2 separate regions of the Zea mays genome follow, and region 2 is linked to region 1. A link is a contact called in public Hi-C data. All regions are on one chromosome and are shown on one strand. Each heading gives the region's core, a stretch centred on a gene start, on an enhancer-like site or on the middle of the called end of the contact. The rest is flanking DNA. Distances are from core to core; before and after follow the strand shown. Region 1 has its middle 40 kb from the start of LOC103653626. Region 2 has its middle 100 kb from the start of LOC100273623.

Evidence for each region. A called contact is a pair of places that touch in the nucleus more often than the background predicts.
Region 2: a Hi-C map of endosperm shows a contact between it and region 1, with 10 times the contacts expected there. The contact joins two enhancer-like sites. A contact is called at or near these places in 3 of 25 Hi-C or Micro-C datasets (bundle sheath, endosperm and leaf mesophyll).

Annotation. Positions count from the first base shown.
Region 1 is chr4:121,154,506-121,160,657 of Zm-B73-REFERENCE-NAM-5.0, forward strand. No RefSeq gene overlaps it. Among protein-coding and RNA genes, the nearest start is that of LOC103653626, 40 kb to the right of the region's middle. Within about 2 kb of position 3,291, at least 18 of the 20 cell types and tissues checked have an H3K27ac peak or open chromatin away from gene starts, as enhancers often do. A contact at or near this core is called in bundle sheath, endosperm and leaf mesophyll, where this site is marked.
Region 2 is chr4:121,351,821-121,357,972 of Zm-B73-REFERENCE-NAM-5.0, forward strand. No RefSeq gene overlaps it. Among protein-coding and RNA genes, the nearest start is that of LOC100273623, 100 kb to the right of the region's middle. Within about 2 kb of position 3,176, at least 17 of the 20 cell types and tissues checked have an H3K27ac peak or open chromatin away from gene starts, as enhancers often do. A contact at or near this core is called in bundle sheath, endosperm and leaf mesophyll, where this site is marked.

The sequences.
Region 1 (6,152 bases), core at 2,041-4,540:
TCACAGTAAAATCAACCCGGGAACCTCCCTACATGCCTACTCCCCTACTGCCCTTGCCCTTATCGGGTAAGGTAGTCCTCCACTAGCTTTCCTAGTTAGTAAGCCAAGGGCGTCCCATTCCACCCTTGTGGTGGCACGTGTTTCTCAAGTTAAGCTCCATGTTCCAATTAAATAATAGTCTTATCATGAACAGAAATAGAAAAATAATAAATAATTGGAACATAATCATAATGTAATGTTAATCCCAAAACCATGTATAGCAATAGCAATGACTACCCAAAATTCAGGGGTAAACAAGGTAACAAGATAATCAGACTAGGGTGACCTATTGGTGAGAGCACTTAGAGGGGGGTGAATAGGTGATCCTGTAAAATCAAATACTAAATAGCACAAACTTGGTTTATAAATGTTAGAAAGATTGAAGCCAAGTTGTTAAAGCGAGAACTCTTCACTTGATTGTTCCTTTAGAGTGAGTAATGAACTATGGAACAATATCACAAGTGATTAAGCGAGAACTCGAGAGAAGAAACCAATCACACAAAAGATGGCACAAGAGACTTGGTGATTTTATCCCGTGGTTCGGCCAATGCCTACTCCACGTTGTGGTGACCTCCTTCGGTCCAGGATTGCACTCAATCCCTCTCAAGTGAATCAACGATCAACCTTGAGTACCATGGTTTTATTCCTTAGTAGTCTTTTCCCATTTGCGAGGAATCTCCACAAGTTGGAGCCTCTCGCCCTTACAATGTTTGATCACAAGAAAAGCACAAGAGTAAGGGAGGGAAAGCAACACACACAAAACTAGAATCGCAGCAAACACACGCACACAAGCCAAGACATGAGCACAAAACACGGCGCAGGGAGTTTACAACTCAAATGGTGCTCAAATCTCTAACACGATGATCCGAGTGCGTGGTGGCGAAGTCTAGGCATCTTAGAATGTTTAATGAATGCTTGGTTCAGTGCTCCATGCGCCTAGGGGTCCCTTTTATAGCCCCAAGGCAACTAGGAGCCGTTGGAACTCCATTTGGTAGGCAATTCTTGCCTTCTGTTTGTCGGTGCACCACACTGTCCGGTGGTGCACTGGACAGTGAACAGTACGCGGCACAGAATCCCCTGATTGGCTATCTTCCTTTTCTATGGGGCACCGGACCGTCCGGTGCACCATGTGACCGTTGGCGCTTGTCGATGTGGCAGATAGCCGTTGCACGGTTGGAGCACCGGACTGTCCGGTGCCTCACACGGACTGTCTGGTGATTTTTAGCCGACGTAGCCAGCAAAAATCTGAGAGCGAGGAGTTCGCAGACCTTGCACCGAACTGTCCGGTGCACACACCGGACTGTCTGGTGATTGGCTCCGGATCGTCCGGTGCACACCGGACTGTCCGTTGAGTAGCTCCATACCGTCCGGTGTTGCGTAGTTCAGCACCTTTTCTTCATTTCTTTCTTTTTCTTCTTTTGATTCTTTTGGACTTCACTTAGCTGAGTCCCCGGCACTTAGACTATAGTGTTTAGCATATAAAATAATTGACCAAGTGTATAGAGCTTACCTTTACTCTTTATTTGCACCTCTTTAACACTTGGCACACATCACCTTGATATAATATGTCTTGGGCATCTAATCACCAAAATATTTATAGAAATGGCCCAAGGGTGCATTTCCCTTTCAATTGGGTCCCATCAAAATTAAGCCTATTCATGGATAAGTGATAATAAAGAACATTATTGGGTAATAAAAGTGGTCAACGGCACAACTTGCCTTCAATGAGCCCCTGCTCATTAACTTCTACCTGCTGAACACCAGACTCCTTTGCTAGTGGCTCTTCTACTCGCTACAATACAAACAAGCATAGTACAAAGGAGAAATCAACATCACACTAAACATGTATACAAAATACATATTAATAATCTACACATTAAAATGAGATCATAGGAAAAAGAATCACTAAATTCGGAGTTACGGATCTTAAGTTATTAATTTTCGAAGCTTTATGTGTTTGGTACAAGATAAATTAAAAGATCAATTTTAATACAGTGTTCATGTTAAAATAGAGGCACTATGTGATGAACAATATTATTACAAAATTATAGAAACTGGAATGGAACAATTTGGAGTTAATATGATTTTTTTAGGAATTAAACAAGTTCTAGGGTTATTTTTATACTTAGAAATTCATTTCTTAAATTAATTCCTGATTAAATCTCTGTTTGGACTGCGCGCGCAAAAACAGATAAGTACAGGGGCTTCTACGTAAAATCTTGAGACTCAGTACAAAGTGGCACTGGACTATGGGTCGATATCTATCTTCTGCGGGGTCTCTTTAATAAAATTCCCTGGCCCAAAGGTACCGCGGTACCCAAGCCGTCAGATCGGGAGCCAACAGCCCAGATTAGATCTAATTCTCCGCGAAGTGGTATGTCATCATGAGCGTTGGATTCAATCCTACGGCCTAGATTTTTATGCGGATCCGAACGACGCCGTTCATCAGATCAACCGTCAACGCTCCCGATTTTATTTCCCCCGAACCGGTGTCCTACATCTAATTCGAGCCGCATCTGAAAGATCTAACGACTCACACAAACTCGTGCACCTTCTTCCCTATACCGGCCGGCGGCGTCCTACGCACGGCGGCGCTCTCATCGGAGCTTAACGTCTCCCTCATTCTCGGCCCGATTACCCGCGCCAATGACTGCAAAACGTAGAGTACGGTACGACGAAACACGGGAAAGGCATCTCACCACTGCTAGACGCACGGACGGCCTCAACCGCGGGAGCTTGCAGTCGGCGACGGATTTCGATCGACGGTGAGCAATTCAGGCGGTGCTGGCCACGAATCCCATGCGACCCGGCTTTGTCAACCTTCCTTCAGGCCAGATGAAGCCTAGGGACACCACCTCGAGGACTGGGTCAACGGCAAGTAGATCTCTCGTGGTGGCACACGGCGCTCGGCTTCTCTCGGTCTCTCCGTGCGGCACAACTGGTGAGACGAGGAGAAGAGGAGAGGGGGGTCTGCCCACTTATCCGACGATGACGCGAAGATCTCGCCCGCAAGCTACGCCAGAACGAGCTGCGGGGTGGTCGTTATGGCGCCCACCACGTTGGAATTGCAGGCACGAGGACTAGGTGGACAGAGGGCGTGGGCGGGAGAGAACATATGCGCCGACGACCCTGGCCCACCCATCAATGCGTGGTTGATCATGGCAAGCGGAGCTGCGGAGCCCACTGGTCACCGCCTGGTGCTAGGGACGCACGGTACAGGCGTCAAACCGGACCATGCGGAGAGGGAATGTGTGTGTCTGGCGCGTGGGCCAGTGGTGTTGGCGCCGATTCCCGGAACTGGGTTGAGCGAATGGTAAGGGCTATGTGGGCCAAATTTAGACACAGCGAGGCCCAATTAGATGTTTTCCCTTTTTCTTTTATATTTCCCCTTTTCTTTTCTTTTCCTTTTTATTTCCAAATTCATAATTTAAATTCCATTTAAATTCAAACTTTGTGGTAGATTTATCTTCACATTAAATGTCCAACTTAAACATGGCATAGGCTGAATTTATCTATTTTAATATTTATTTTGTGATGACTAGTGCTTCTCTTTCTCCAAATTCTAAAATTCCAAATTTAGGTCTAAATTCCCAGTTTGAACATTGATGTCTTTCTATAGATTTTTATTATTATTATTATATGCACTCACAAATAACTCCAGCATGATGCATGATTTATTTTATAGGTTATTGGTTAATTACTCAATAAAAATGTGTTTGTTCACATGTTTATATTAACTAGAGGCAAACATACAAGTAATTCAATTCCACCTTCATTATTTACATTTTTGGGCATTACAGCCAGCATGCTGGCCAAGCGTCCCCCTGCCCCCACCCCCCATACTGCGGCTCCCCTGCTTAGGGATGGCAATGGGTACGGGTATGGGTAAGTAACCGCAGATAATTATCCATTGGGCATCAATATGGTGGAATTTTCTATCCATGGATACAGGTATGGATATAATAAGGTACCCATAGATAATGTTTTCGCGGATATGGATATCCAGTATCCATACTCATTACCCGATGGGTATCTGACATGTGGGCCATCCTAATTTAATATATTATCCTAAATTCTATTTTTCAATTTTCTTCCATGACATGTTGTTTGGTGCTAAAATTATCATTTGATGCTGCTAGAATGATCAAACTTTTGAAATATGATTAAATTATTGTTTGGTGTTGAATATAAAATTATATTGAGCAGGCGGGTAACTAGAGATGGCAATAGGTACCCACTACACGAAACCTGGTGGGTTTTTTCTCTATTAGGATATGGGTTTGGATCAATTTCTCTACCCATAGGTTTGTTAATAGGTTCAAATGGAAATCCAATGGGTACGTGGGCATGGGTTTGTTCTTCTACTACTCATACTCGCAAACCCATGGGTTTTTAAAATCCGCCTTAAAATCAGCATTCCTTATAAATAAGTCTCATAATATTATTAATTGAATATGTTCTAATTGAAATAAACTTCATGTGACAAAGTTTAAGCTAAAATTAGTTATCACTTGTTCCTTTTATCCTGGCTTATTAATGTATTGACTGTCATTTACATGATGAATTATTTTTTATGTTGATGTTAGTGGGTATGAGAAACCCGTTGGGGTACCGAAACCCCATAGGCATGGGTTTGTGTAAAATTTTATACCCGACATGGGTATGTGTTTTTTAGCGGGCATATTTTTTCTTTGTGGGTATGGGTTTGGGCAAGTAATACCCAGCAGGTTTTTAACCATTGTCATCTCTACGGGTAACGGGTATCCGCCGGGTAGCGGATACCCGATGGGTACGACTATGAGTATAAATCCATACCCACGAACATATATGGGTACGAGTATGGATTGAATTTTGTCTCACGGGTATGGGTTCACGAACCATATATCCGTGTCCTACCTGCCCGATTGCCATCCTTACCCCTGCTCCCCTTGTCGCCGAGCGCCCCCCCTGCCCCCACCCCCGCGGCACGACCCCCCTTCCTCGGTGCGGCCCCCTCCACCCTATGGCCGAGCTCGCCCCACCCCTCTCCTTGCCATGGCAGCTGTGAGAAGAGAGGAGGGAGGTAGAAGATGACATTTGTGCAAAAAGGACCCTGGAGTTACATCTAAATGTGCGTAGATATTTGATTTATTAGAATATTCGATATCTTTTGCGTTACAATTTCGATTCACTCCATTCAAGTCACGTTAAATTCGTATTAAAGTTATCTACATGTTAAAAATATTATTTTATAATGTCACATGTTTTAAATAATTTATTAAATGTTTGTTTGGCTAACGTTTATTAAATTAGAGTTCCAATTAAATCTAATTTATAGTTTTCAACTTGCGCTTTTATAAATAAATATCAACATGGTTAATATTAACTTAAATACTCTTTCATTAATAATTGTTTGGTATAAAAGTGTCATCTATTTAGTAGTTCTCGCTTGTCGCGTTTGTCCACGCGTCGTTCGGTCGTGTTGTTTCGCGCGTCGCGCGCTGCGAATTCGCCTCGCTTAGAATCGCTCATATTAATTAAATTACTTATTTAACCGAAAGTTATTAGTATAGCAAATTGATCGAAACAAGGTAATAGCTCTAATTTATATTTGATAAATGTTGATTAATACAAGTATGTCGAATTAAATGTTCTAGTTCATATTTATATAATGTAAACGCAATAACTTCTCAATCGTAGCTTCAATCTCAGCGTTTCTTTTTCTTATGTGACCGTAGAAGCGAGCTCTAATTTGTATTGCACGATTTTATAATGTTTCCCCTGTATGGTGTATTGTTCCTTTCTGTTTCAAGAATGTTGAATGTATGTTCACACTCGCCTAGATAACGTTCCGTCCACAGAGTCCGAAGAAGTTGCAGGAGAAGCCCCATGAGCAGCAGCTGTTTAGTGAAGGCAAGTGTTCTCTGACCTATTATGTCCTATTTACTTTATAATTCATTGTCCCGCATACTATCAGTAACCTAAGGATTGGCTATCTTTCTATTTATCTTGTCCTTGATTACCTTTTTGGGTTAGGCTATTATGATCAACTACATGCTAGTGCTTTACTATCAACGAACATGATGAGAATTACTTTATGATACGGTGATTTTATTCTGGATATGATGATGATC
Region 2 (6,152 bases), core at 1,926-4,425, 200 kb after region 1:
TTGATTCCTTGCATACATAGCTCATTTATACCTTTGATCATATCTCTTTCACTTGCTATGACTAATGTGTTTTTTAAGTACATTTCATGCTAAGTCATAGATTGAAAGGGAAATGGAGTCCTCGGCGAAGACAAGGCTTCCACTCCACTACATGGAATTATTCATCCTTCGTCGTCACTCCGCATCGCTCTCCAATTTGGTATAATCTTCACTCCTATATTATTTGCCAAAGGGGGAGAAAGTTTGAAAAGGGCTTGTATTTCACTCACAAGTATCCGTTTTGGCGTGCCAAAGGGGGAGAAAGTATTAGCCCAAAGCAAAAGGACCGCACCACCACCAATTTCAAAATTTGTAGTTTTTCAATTTGTATTAAAGAAGTTTTTCAATTGGTATCTTATTTTTTATATAATTTCAAATTGGTATGACCTCTTTCAAAATTCATATCTAAAACCCTCTTGAACACTAAGAGGAGAATTTCATTAAGGGGAAGTTTTGTTGAGTCAAAGTAAAAGCATTTGAAACAGGGGGAGAAAATTTCAAATCTTGAAAATGCTTCTCAAAATCATATTCATATACTTTTGACTATTTGCAAAAAGACTTTGAAAAGAGTTTCCAAAAATATTTGCAAAAAAACAATTGGTGCAAGCGTGGTCCAAAATGTTAAATTAGAAGAAAGCATCCATGCATATCTTATGAAATGTAAATTGGTTTAATTCCAAGTAACCTTTGCACTTACCTTATGCAAACTAGTTCAATTATGCACTTATGTATTTGCTTTGGTTTGTGTTGGCATCAATCACCAAAAAGGGGGAGATTGAAAGGGAAATATGGTCACACCTTTTCCTAAATGATTTTGGTGGTTGAATTGCCCAACACAAATAATTGGACTAACTAGTTTGCTCTAGATTATAAGTTCTACAGGTGCCAAAGGTTCAACACAAACCAATAAAAAGTCCAAGAAAGGGTTCAAATAAAAAGAGCAAAAGACAACTGAAGGCAGCCCTGGTCTGGCGCATCGGACTGTCCGGTGCACCATGGAGAATCACTCCAAACTTACCACCTTCGGGTTTCTGGAATTATCCTCTGTTATAATTCATCGGACTGTCCGGTGTAGCACCGGACTGTTCGGTGTGCCAAGCGGAGTAACGGCTACAGCGCCAATGGTCGACTGCAAAAGTGAACGGTGCCGACTGCGCGCGCAGAGTCAGAGCAGGTGCCAGATGGCACACCGTACAGTGAACAGGACATGCTCGGTGCACCACCGGATTGTCCGGTGGCCCACATGTCAGAAGCTCCAACAGTCGAACCCTAACGGTTGGGTGACGTGGCTGGCGCACCGGACAGTGTTCGGTGGCGTACCGGACTGTCCGTTGCGCCCTGCGACAGCAGCCTTCCCCAACGGCCACTTTGGTGGTTGGGGCTATAAATACCCCCAACCACCAACACTTCAAAGCATCCAAGTTTTCAGCCAACACATTCAATACTAGAGCTAGTGCATTCAATACAAGACACAAATAGAGTGAATCAAAATCTCTCCAAGTCCCAATTCCACTCAAAGCATTAGTGACTAGAAGAGAGAGTTTCGTTGTGTTCTTTTGAGCTCTTGCGCTTGGATCGCTTTTCTTCCTCCTCCTTTCTTGTTCCCAAGATCATTGTAATCAAAGCAAGAGACGCCAAGTTGTGGTGGTCCTTGTAGTGGACTAAGTGTCCCGTTTGATTGAAGAGAAAAGCTCACTCAGTCTAGGTGACCGTTTGAGAGAGGGAAAGGGTTGAAAGAGGTCCGGTCTTTGTGACCACCTCAACGGGGAGTAGGTTTGCAAGAACCGAACCTCGGTAAAACAAATCACCGTGTCATCCGCTCTTATTTGCTTGTGGTTTATTTTCGCCCTCTCTTTTAGACTCGATTATATTTCTAACGCTAACCCCGGCTTGTAGGTGTGCTTAAAGTTTATAAATTTTAGATTTGCCTATTCACCCCCTCTAGGCGACTTTCAAATAGGATATAAATTTTAATGTGACTTTCTTGTACAAAACAGTGGCACTAATGAATAAACAATAATATTATAAAATTATAGAAATTGGAATGGATTGATTTGGACTTCATATGACTTTTATATGAATTAAACAAGTTCTACAATTATTTTTATACTCAAAATCAATTTCTAAATTTCCTTTTTCCTGTTTTCTTTAATTCCTGGACTGGGCGCACAATTCTGTGGTTTTACAGGGGCTAAAATGTAAGTTCCAGGGGCATAGATTAAACCTCCCTATACTGTTTATGGACCGCGGGTTCATTTCGTAACTCAACAGGGGCTCATTAGAAAAGTGCGCGGTGAAGGGGTATCGTGTATTCACAGCCGTCAGATTAGATCCAACAGCCCCGAGCACGCCAGTACTTAAAGGTAACGGCGATCAACAGCGTCCCTATCATGGATCAGCGGCCCACACACGACCACGCCACGATCCAATCCTGCCCATCCATTCCAATACCTACGACTCAGATCTAATACGACGAAAGGGTATTTGGCATTCTAATCTACACCATTCATCCAGATCCAACGGTGCAGAGTGCTTCTTCTACCCCGCGTCCAAGGCCGAGCAAGGCACCCGCGCCCACGCCGGAGAGTACGCCGGAGCACACCATCGCAGCGATCCCGGCCCGAATAGTCTTGCGAAAGTGTGCTACGTGTCGCGGAGACAAAGACAAGCACGTTGGAAGGCCTCTTACCGGTGATTAAGCTCCAGGTATTCCTATCCACGGCGCGCAACGGTGTTCGGCGGAAATCACGACGCCTGTGAGTAATTGAGATGGCCCCAGTGAGAAATCCCGCACGGCGCGACCCCTAAGACTCTCACTAACGCGCCCATGATGCGCCCTAGCCCTGATTACCCGGAGCAGCCCGCCGGCGGCGTTCGCTCGTTGTACTGCCCTCGGCGGCTCTCACGGATGTGTGTGTGGCTGTGACGAGGTGGCGCGCGATAGTCCAGGGTTAAATGCGGGGATCCACGACCCGGCCTTAAGTAATCGAAGGGAGGGGCGAAGCTCGCGGGTTTGTTGCGCCGACCTCCGCGGATTTCGTGGTGATGGTTTCAGCCGCCGTCGCATGAAGTGAAGGGCAACCTGGCTTCCCTGACCCACCAGTCAGAGGTGCGCGGCGCCCAGGTGACCGCCATCCTGGGCCCGCACGTCGGCGCGCGGTCTTCTGGCGATTGGGCTGCGCGGGTGGAAAGTCTGGGAATGGGCCAAGAAGAGGGAAGGAGAAATGGGTCGACGGGAGAACAATCGGCCCAGTGGTCGAATGAGTTTATTGTTTTCTTTTTCTGTTTTTGATTTTCCTTTTTAATAATTTCTTTTGAATTTCCAAACTTCAAGTATTCAAACTGAAGTCAATTTATATTTTTGGATTTCGGAATTCCAAAAATAAAACATATCCTAATGGGAATTTAAAATCTACTGTCAATCATGTTATTATTTATTTTCCTTGTCATTTATTTACCAAAGGAATAAATGGTTCCCTAAATTGTTTTCTTTCTCATTTTCTATTTTAAATTCACAATTTGAATTCAACTATGGATGTTAATTTGTACTCAAGTTAATGTACAAAATAAACATACTAGTATGGACAGATTATATTTATTTACTTATTTATTTTGTATAGCATATTTCCTTTCTTATTTTCATATTCATAATTTGAATTCCCATATTATTATATTTTGACATTACAAAATTATAATTCCAATCTAAGATAAAGTTTAGGAATTCACATTTTCACTACATACTCCAAATTAATTATGAAACCATAGATATACATTTATTTTAATTGATTAAATGTTTGAGATATGAGACACACTCATATTGTTCCTCTCTTTTTAGGAAAATGTTATTTTGATTGTGGGACAAGAATTAAAAGTTACTTCAAACTCAGATATTTATGTAACTAAATGCTTATGGTGCATCATTTGATGATGTGCTTACTGTTTTAGTTGAATAGAAAACTTTTCTATTACTTCTTTTCTGAAATAATTCTTGGTTTTCAAAATTCAGTCCTCAAATTTCAACACTCTAGTATAATTTGAGATTTCTGAATTTACTATTTTATCACTTCATATATTTATTTTGTTATTTTTTATACACATTTTGGACCTTACACCTTGGTAACCTTCGGTCAGAGGTTATCAAACTAAGGAATGAAGCTACAGAGAAGGATAAAATTTTGCTTTCCTTAGTAGACAGAGTCAAGGCTAGTGAAGCCAATCTTGTCGCGCAGTCCGAAGCTCATAGAGCTGAAATTGAAAATTTAAAGAAAAAGCTTGCCGAGAAGAATGAAGATTTCGAAGTGGCTAAGGCAAAGCCGGAAATAATCGAGTGGACTAGCGCCAGATTGAAAAAGAATGCAGATGAGCTTCGGGATTCGAAGGAAAGATATTATGAAAAATCCTTGGATTCTGCCAAGAAGCTGAAAGATAGTTTTGCAAAGGTGGGTGCTTAATCATCCGAGCAAAAATTTATTAGAGGTGATCCCGAAGGGATCATCGAATGTATTGGTGAAAAATCTGAAGCTTTCGAGGAGATCCTTAGTGATCGCGGTGATTTCTGCGCCTTTGCCGGTGCCAGAGGGGTTGCAGCAATTTTGGAAATATTTGGCTGCGAACACGTTAAATCTGCAACCCAGACAGAGGTTGTCTTCACTGTGGAGAACACGAAGGATCCTTCGGCTGAGGCGACTTTGATGGGCGGAAAATTTTACTCCAACATTTGGAAGAAAGGCGGCCGAGAACTAGCCGACGAAGCTATAAAGAAGAATGAGAAACAAACTCATGAAGCACGAGAAGAAGCCAAGCGAGCCGAAGAGGCTGCCGAGCGTGCAAGGCGCATAGGTATTTTACTGTTTCATAGCTTTAGTATTTTTTCTGGCTTCAGATTAACAACATATTACTTTTACTGTAGCTGAACATTCGCCGCCACCTGAGCCCTATGATCCCAAAGCTGATCCAGCAATGAAGGCAGCACTAGAAACTATAAGAATTGCTGAAGAAGCTGTTGACGAAGCTGTCAACAAACTTCTGAACGAAGCTGCTAAGAAGATTTTGAAGGAAGACTAGACTTTTGTGTAGCTAGGACATGCAACATTTGTGTGATGTAATATTCGTATGAGTTAAACATTGTATATCTATGTGTACATTAATGTAATATATTTCTTTGCGATGCATGAAATTTGCGTACATACCATTTTTGAGCCTTCGACGAAAAAACACCTTCCCTTCTTTTCATGCTTCGAAAAGAAAAAAACCCTTCTATAGCAAAGCTATTGTATGATATTGTTGTCGATAAATATTTTCCTGGTAAGATTGTAATTGCCAAAGGTTTGCATCGTGCCCCGACACACTTTCATTCATCAAGTTATTGCCGAAGGTTTGCATCGTACTCAATCTTTGCTATTGATGCGACATGATGTATGATGTAATGCTATGCGGAATGATGCGATGATATGATGCGGCATGATGTTTATGCCAAAGACACATATCTACACGGAAACACTCAGACTCTGCATCCCCTTAGGGACGTCTTTTGAGTCTCTTCACCTTATATTTCGGTGGCATTTAAGCTCTGCATCCCCTTAGGAACAACTTTGGAGCTTATTCACCTTCTATTTTGGTGGCATTTTGTCGGGGACCATAATTAGGGGTACCCCCAAGACTCCTAAACTCGGCTGGTAACCACCATCAGCATAAAGCTGCAAAGGCCTGATGGGCGCAATACAGGTCAAAGCTCCGCCCACTCAAGGGACACGACCTCGCCTCGCTCGAGGCAAACCTCGGGCAAGAACAGCAGACCCAGGTGGATTCACGTCTCGCCCGAGGGTCTCCTCAAGCAACGGGCGCACCTTCGACTCGCCCGAGGCCCAGCTCGGGCAGGCTTCGCGGACAAGCAACCTTGGCCAAATAGCCTCGCCAACCGACCGTATCGCAAGAGCATTCAATGCAAGGATCGCCTGACACCTTATCCTGACGCGCGCTCCTCAGTTGACAAGGCCGAAGTGACCGCAGTCACTACGCCACTCCACTGGCTGACCTGACAGGAAAACAGCGTCGCCTACGCTGCTCCGACTGCTGTGCCACCCGCTAGGGTGAGGCTGACAGCCGCCAAGTCC